Regions from separate parts of the Mus musculus genome. Here region 2 is linked to region 1. Evidence: chromatin contacts called from public Hi-C data. All regions are on one chromosome and are shown on one strand. The core of a region is the stretch at or near the end of the contact, and the rest is flanking DNA. Distances in the headings are between cores, read along the strand shown. Region 1 overlaps Gm30575 (a long non-coding RNA gene). Region 2 overlaps Gm30382 (a long non-coding RNA gene).

Region 1 (4,066 bases), core at 921-3,420:
TGCCTTCTTGAGACTGAATTAATGTTCTCCCTGTTTACCGAACTAAAGAAGGTAAAGAAACGTAGACTCATAAGCTCTCTGTTCAAGCAAGGATTCTCTCTCTCTCTCTCTCTCTCTCTCCCTCCCTCTCTCTCTCTCTGTATGTGTGTGTGTGATGACAGGCTCTCATGTAGCCTGGCTGGAGTTGAACTCCCTATGCATCATCCAAGGGTGACCTTGAGTTCTTGCTTCTCCTACCTCTTCTTCCAGAGTCCTAGGACTACGAATGTGTGCCAATTTGCCCAGTTTTACAGTGCTGTGGACTGAATCGAGGGCTTCCTCCAAGCTATGTAACCACTCAGGTGAGAAGGGTCTCCACCCTACAAGGAACATTTTTGAAAGCTAATGAATTTAACAACCGGAATCTACAATCCTTCTATTGGTTGCCATAACTTTTCCTCATTGCCTGGGATGGATTCTCAAATCTCCCTTGTTAGGTAATTTGTCCTTTAGTTTAAACAGGGGAAAAAGCCACAGGGTTGCTGCTCCGACACAAACCTGAGTGAAAAATCAGCCAAGTACAGGCCAGTGTATTAACAGATTCTTGCTATTCCTTTCTTACGTCACTCATCATTCAATAAAGGACATGGGACAGGTGGGAAACTGAAGACAGACTCCAAGGAGGAAGCAGAGGACCAGGCACATCACAAGCAGCAATCAAGACTAAAGTTATTCAGGAGAGAGAAGTAGGAGGCATTCTGGGGATCATCACCCATCACACTAGGATGCGAAGGCCAACGAGCCTTTGGACATAGCCACATCCAGTGCAGGAATGGAATGCTGGGCAGGGGAAACGATGTGCTAGCCCAGTTGGCTTTGGTGTGAGCACTTTGTGGTAAAACAAACAAATAAACAAACAAAACAACAACAACAACAACAAAGATTTTAGGCTTCCCTCTTCAGGGAATGAATGGCCTTATAAAAATCCTCTTACACCAGAGGATCAGATACAGGAAACCTAAAAAGGCCAAGTGAGTTCTGAATAATGAATAGGAGTCCAGGCCCTGGCATCAGGGTTCTGGTGCTGGTAGGCATGGGGCATCTGGGCTTGAATCTGCCCCACGCTGTTGCCATTTTCAGCTTTCATGTACCCAAGTTTTTATGGGATAATTTTAAATTTTTTTCTATTTAATTAACATTTTGTTAAGTATGGTGGTAAAAAAGTTACTTGTGACCATTCTACAGCCCTCGATTTAACTTTTTAGCCAGTCAGAATGCTGGAGTATTCTTTTGTAATTTACTAAAAAGATAAACATAGAAAGTTGCAGAGGTAAGACAATTTATAAATCAATCCTATTATCATTAACACCATCAATTTTCATTCATCCAACAAGCTTTGTCTGCCTTGCCCTGTGTTGCCCTTTTTTATTCTTTGATCCTACAATGATCTGAAAACAAGCCGAGCATACAATAACCTGTTCTTCAAGAAACTGCCCGACGTCACTGGGTACAGACTGGTTAGCAATTCTGCTTCTCCACAAAATTCAATCTATTGGAGTAATTGGATCTTTGCTTGGCAGTAAGATGAATATAAGCGCTTTCAAAATACATTATTTAATTTGGTTTTAAATATACTTATATATGTAAGGCTGAGGGAAAGTGGCTTGAAAATATGAAAGCCACCTTGCCCCCATCTAAGTAACTCTTGTTAACTGAAAGCCTTAAAAATAAAAGAGTAGACATTATCCAAGTATGTTGGTATGTACAATCAAAATAGTCTTTATTTTTAAATTATTGTTTCTTTTCTCCAGCATAAAGATTCTCATGCACTTACAGGAATTAACTAATTCCTTGTTAAGCCTTATTCAGTCTCTGTGCTGAACAAACTCAACAGAACTGAGCCCAGGGAACGCTCAGAACACCTGAATGGATGCTGGAACTAAGCATAACGACCAGATAAGCCCATGGCAGCCTTAGAACTGACCGGACTTGCTTTCCTTGAGAGCCAGGAAACAGGATTTACCTCTGTCTGTCTCCCATGAGGTTGGTGTGACCCTGCCAAACGGCGACCTCACAGGTTCTGCACCTGGGCCAGTGTGGGTGGACAGGGCTGCAGGGTGTTCACGGAGAGTGCTCAGACTCGCCACAGCTTGTGAACTCTTCAGAGAGCAAACATTTCACAAGAATCTCATGACTGTTGCCCCACTGCCGATCAGAACTTACTTCTTCAGGAGCAGCTTTCTAACAACCAGCTCTCATCTAAGCGCTTCGGAGAGGACTTCTGTCATTTCATCAGCGGTGGCAGAGGCTTCCGGGACGGGCCACCCAATGAGGTTTAGATTAAACAGCTCTCTCCAGGGTAGCCCTCTGAATGCATCGAGCAGCAAAACTGAAGTGAGTCACGTGCTTCCTGACACAGTTTACTGTAAATCTTAAGGAATCTAGCAAGAAAAGTAGGCTCGTCTAAGAAAAGAGAGCAGGGAAAATGTACAGGGAAGAGGAAAATCTAGAAAGAAGAAACCAGGTTGCCAGTTCTGTGATTTTTTAACCGAGAATACTAAAGAAAGCAACACCACCTCAAACAAACAAAGCCATAAGCCCATATAACCTTGTGTGTGTGTGGTGGTGAGGAGTGGCTGCATGCTGACATTTACACTGTGGATGAGGCTTCAAGCAAACAAGACTGGAAACATCGGAAATGGTAGAAGGGATGGCTTCGGTTACCGATAGTGTGGAAGTCAGAAAGAAGTCAGTGAAGCCAGAAAGAAGGAAAATAATTTGCTTCTGTTGTCAAATATGCCCCCTTTTCTTTATCTCTCAGCCCTGTGACTAAGCTGGAGGGAAGGACCCTTGTTAAGGAGGAATGGAAGAAACGAGGAAATTAAGGTTGCAGGCTACTGGGAAGCGGTTTTGTCGGAAGGTTGGGTCTTACCACATTTTAAAGACTTCCAAGGGGATTACCCTCCAGAAAGTTTCATAATCTCAATCTGATATGTGATGGAATATCATCTGTGAGACTAGATCACTCAAACATTCGAATTTAGCCCAGGCTTCACACACAACCAGTTTCCCCCTGCCCTGTTCTGAGCTTTTCCCTCACCCCACCCTGCAGCCATCTCTAAAAGCCTATTCAGCCACCCCAGCCCCCATGACATGCATGGGGGTGGCATGTGGCAGGAGGACAAACAAGGTGGGATGGAGTTGACCTTTGTCCCACTGGCCAAATGTCACCACTCCTTGTTTTCTATCCTTTCCTTTCTATCTCAAGATGAGTTGAGACAAGCTGTTTTGAAAAATTACAGTCTCACAGAAGATCTTCTCCATTTACACACAGACTAGTGGATTGATTGGAGTTTCTCTCCATAGATACATGTCTTCTCCAAAGCCCCGGAAGTTCTGGAGAAGACAACAGTGTGTTCTATTATTTCTGAAATCTGGAAGTACTTGACATTAACTGGTGCTTAACAAATCTATGTTGACTAAAAGAACAGTGCTCAGAAACAATCGTTTAGAAAAGCATTCTTTTAGATGGTCGCTTAACATAGCTCCAGGTCAGCAGCAGGGAAAAGAGTTGTGAAATAAACCCGGAGGAGCCTGGGCAGGCAAAAGTGCAAACTATGCAAAGCAACTCACTGCGAGAGGAAGACAGAGGTTACAATGTAACTGAGGCCAGGAGCTCACTCAGACCACTGTGCTAAAGCTATACTGGCAAGCGGAAGCTGTGGCTGTTAGCAGGAGTAACAGACTTTCTTTTGGGAGTGGGGGATCCCAGGAATGTTCTTCACCCTTCCCTGAGAAAAATAGACATTCATTCCGACTTGCAAGATTTACATCTCAGGCAAACGACATCCCAGGTTAAGAAACTTCAAGATGACGCCTTTGAATGGTGACCTCCAAAGTGCCAAAGAGGCCATTCAAGGAGAGGTTTCTGTTCAGGTTGGGAACAATAGTCTCTAACCAGCACACTTAGAAATTCCATCCATTCCACTGGGCTGAATTGAAAGAAAGCTAGCTGCACCGGGTGCCACCCCCTCTCTATGAAGGTTACAGGAGATTCAACAACACCCTACAGAACAGAAGAATCACA
Region 2 (4,066 bases), core at 431-2,930, 140 kb after region 1:
CATCCAGTCCACAAGAGCAGAGCAGAAACATTGTTGCTTTTAGGTTGTTCCAATTTTTTGTTTGTTTGTTTGTTTTACTAGGTTTATAAACTGGTAATCCACGAACACTTTTTGAACCTTCTACTTCCTGAGATGTCACTTGGTCATCCCAAACGAATTAATTGACTTTAGAAGCCATGCTCTTACTTCGCTTATGTCACAGGGCAGAGTGGACTTCCAGGGACTCTGTGGTCCTCTAACAAGCCATGAGTCTCTTGTCTCTTCTGTAATTATTTGGGGGATTTTAGAGAAAAGGTTCCAAGAAGCCAGTACCACATATTTACTAAATCTTAGGCAAAACAAAGACCGAGAACTAGAAAGCCCTACAGCTCAAAACGAAAGGTACAAAAGCCTACAGGTACTTTCTGAAAAGCTAAAGGTAGGAAGACTTTAAAACTGCTTACAAGCAGCAAATCTTCGAAGCAGTCGATGCTTCTGCAACTGTAGGATTTCCTCATGCTAAGTAGCTTTAAAACTACTTAGCAGCATTAAATTGATGTCTTACTCACTACTTAGCTTGCTCCAGGACTTACCAAAGCAAGCTCTCCCAATTACAGCTGGCTCGCAAAAAGGCACCTCAGCCGGATTTCCAACTGGTGAAAGAATTTGGTGCAATTTCAATTTGAATTCTGTGATAGGGAAGGTGGGGGCGGAGCAGCATTTTTAAAATGCCAATCACAACCATTCGGTGTTTCCTGAAGCCAATTCAGTTGACTACAAAGAGGGTTAAAATGAGCAGGGAAGAAAAGGAGGAGCAGGGAACTGGAGGAAATGAGCTTTGTTTTGTTCCCTGAAAGGCTTTCCTCGGATGCACGTGGCTCGGGACTGTGGCCAATCTGACAAAGAATATTCTAGAGTGGCTGGGATAAAGCCTTACCAATTCCTCAAAGCATTCCTAGGTTCTCTTTCCCGTGTTGAATACTTCCATTATAGGATTGTGATTTTAAAAAATAAGAAAGTAAAATAAGATGGCAGAGACCTGCCGTAGTTGAATTCGCTGATTAATGGTTACTGTGAGATGATCTGAGCAGTTTGAAGCAGTGGCCTAAACTCCTGACTTTTACCCGGTCCATTCCATCCCGGCTTCGCAAACCTCAGCTCCTGGAGGAAGTAGATCTGGGAAGAAGAAGCGAAACTTGCTGAGTATTTTGAATCTCAAAGGCTGGCACTTTGTGACTCTTTTTCCAAGACAATAGTCAGGAAATTTGGCTGGTAAGAAAGAAAGGGATTTTCTAAAGTCTTTTATTCCCTTAACTATTGAGAAGCAGGCCAGACTAAGCATCCTAAAGTGGAAAGGAGAGTGGATTAGAAAGAAGGTGAGACATTCCTAGTCCCTTAGTTGTCTTTAACAGCTGAGAGGATAGCCACTGTTTTCCTTCTCTCTGTGACTTCCTGTGGAGGGGGGTCCAGGGAGAAATGGGTAGGGAGAAGTTCTAGAAGGGCTTGTGGAAGCAAACAGCACTTTGCCCTTCCTGGGAGGCCCCCTGGGAATCACCCAGTCACAGTCTAATTCTGCCAACTTCTTAAAGAGCAGAAACATCTGCATATGGCTCTCCAGCCCCCAGCTCTGCAGAGGTCTGTATGGTCACTCCTCAGAAATTCCCAGTCTGCTGGGAAAGGACGCACTTTGTCAACTTTAGCCCAGAAGGTCGTCTAAGGGGAAGGAAGCAGGCCACTGCAGACAAAGCTGAAGGCGGGAATTGTAGTTAGTCCTGTGTTAAGGAATACCTAAGAGTCAGCAAAAGTAGGGAGGGAGGAGACGGCAGAGGGAAGATGCGTGGAACACTGTCATGGTCCAGTGAATAAACACAAGCAATGTCACCAAAGTCAGCTTCCAGAATGTTCAGGGCAGTCGCTCTAAGCCATGCAGGAAGAGGCATCGGGGAAAGGATACCCTTGGCTGTTCAGGAGAGTCACTCTGAGCTGTCCAGGAGGAGGGCCTGGGGAAAGGATGGCCTTGGAGGACACCTGTGTGGGCTACAGGGCCCCACCCTGTCTGAGAGTGACAGGCCTTACTTCTTCACATAAGTCCAGGTGAAGGAGATGGGAATCTGACAAATGTTTCTGACTCACCGAAACAGAAACTAAATTACATAAAGACATGGCTTAGATTACCACATGTGACTGAATCAACAATTTGAAATACCCTTTCCACTGCACCAGAAGACAGTAGGGTGGTGAAGAAGGCCTAGTCAGGTAAAAAGGACCCAAGTTTCAGGGTTCTAATTCCTCATTACTATATCTTAGCATATTATTATTTACCCTAGCCATGACATCCGGTGTCAAACAAGGACTGTTAGCTTTGGAGGCCGGCTGACAGGAAGAGGGAAGGATAAAGAGTTGATACTAAGTTAGAAGCAAGAGTCCTGTGGTAACACAGAACCATCAGGAAACTTCTTTCTGACAACTCTGATCTTGCTTTTTAAAACGCACTGGCTCCGGATTACTTCCCACAGAAAGTGTAATTGCATCAAAGGCCACCTACTAAAGAGCTTGGCCTCCAACCCAGGATTATTAGCTGCTGTCTCCCCGTGCATGCCCTTCCTCGTGGGGAAGATGGGCAAGAACTAATAGGGAAGTTTAATAGCGGGATAGAATTGGCAGGGCTTGGTAACTTGGCTGAAAATTGTATTTCAGGTAGAGAAGAAGGAAGGACGAAATCAGAGAACAGCTGCAGATGGCGTTACGTTCTTTTAGCATTCGAGCTGGTGGGAATGGCACGAGACAATCCAAGGGTTTCCTGATTTATTGCTTGTCAATTCTAGCATGTTTTCCATGGTTTGTTGTTGTTGTTGTTGAATCCAAACATATATTTATTAGCCAAAATAAGAACCGTGACAACTAGTGAATATATTTTTCCAATCAGAATAATTTTATTTATCTTGTAACATAAAGACCCATGCTTCCGGTTGAATGAGCTCTTGGAAAGTATTTTTCAATCCCACTGACTGCGAGAGCATATTTAGATTCTAAGGGCACCTAGGAGAGCCTCTTCCTTTATTTTTCTTCATGTGTGTGTACTTGTGTGTGCATGTGTATGTAGGTGTCTGTGTGAGCAATTATGTGCCACAGTGCACATGTGGAGATCAAAGACCACCTTGGGTATTGGTTTTCTATTTTCACCTTGTGGGAGAATGGGTCTCTTCTGGGACTTCTGACTCCACCTCCAATCTGGCCAAAGGAGTGCCAGGTTAAAAACATGTTTCATCCTGTCTGATCTTTCCTGGCTTCCAGAGTATAAAGTCAGGTTCTAACATTTTCATGACAAACACTCTACCTACTGAGCAATCTTCCCAGCCCTAGTCAGTCAATATTTATTAAGGTTTTAATACAACTGTGAACACTTTTAGGAAACTGGAGATACAGCAGAGTGGATAAGATGACTCTGAGCTGCTTGCTGCGTAAGTGGAAGCTAACATTTGTAACAGATTGGCTGGGGAGAATAAGCCCCATTGAGAAGGGATTATTTAAGAAAATCATCTGAAGATACTAGAGGACTCAAAGTAGCAGAGATGTGTCCAAGCTGGGCGCAGAGATGACATACATGTATGTGGTCTGATGCGACATCTACTGAATGGAGAAGCAGCATGTGTATAGAGGGCTGTGGTTCAGAAAAGGTTAAAGAAAGAGAAGAGATAAGAAAATCATTGACATCTGTGTCTACGAAAATAGAATCCATTACCTTTCCTAGTTCACACACACACAAACACACACAATGCCTACATGCGCATGCATGTGGATCATGTAATTCAGGTTGGCTTTGCGCTTATTCCATAGTTGACCATTACAGTGAACACGATCCCGATGCTCCGTCCTCCACCTCAGTTCACAGCTAAAGATGATCTCAAATTTTTGGTCCTCTAACCTCTACCTCCTGAGTGCTGAGGTTTAAGTGTGTGCCATGTCCTCTGGTTCAGGCATGACTGGGATTGAGTCCCGAGCTTCATGTTAGGCAAACACCAGACTAACTGAGCTATATCTCCAACTCCAGAATGCATCTCTCTGGGCCACTAGAATCAGTGTCTAT

The links. Hi-C and Micro-C count contacts between places; a contact is called where the count stands out from the background.
Region 2: a Hi-C map of liver shows a contact between it and region 1, with 2.2 times the contacts expected there. The contact joins two enhancer-like sites. A contact is called at or near these places in 10 of 484 Hi-C or Micro-C datasets (cortical neurons, embryonic stem cells, epidermal suprabasal cells and 2 more) and 4 of 115 datasets of contacts at active chromatin or transcription factors (embryonic stem cells, epiblast stem cells, pancreatic cancer cells and 1 more).

The regions. Positions count from the first base shown.
Region 1 is chr3:149,081,436-149,085,501 of GRCm38.p6, forward strand. Gm30575 (a long non-coding RNA gene) reads left to right here. Exons shown (of 3, transcript XR_003954583.1): 1 at 1-4,066. Among named protein-coding and RNA genes, the nearest start is that of Gm30575, 5.1 kb to the left of the region's middle. Within about 2 kb of position 2,171, at least 14 of the 459 cell types and tissues checked have an H3K27ac peak or open chromatin away from gene starts, as enhancers often do. A contact at or near this core is called in liver, where this site is marked.
Region 2 is chr3:149,218,796-149,222,861 of GRCm38.p6, forward strand. The region is part of intron 2 of Gm30382 (a long non-coding RNA gene); the gene reads right to left. Among named protein-coding and RNA genes, the nearest start is that of Gm52619, 45 kb to the left of the region's middle. Within about 2 kb of position 1,681, at least 67 of the 459 cell types and tissues checked have an H3K27ac peak or open chromatin away from gene starts, as enhancers often do. A contact at or near this core is called in liver, where this site is marked.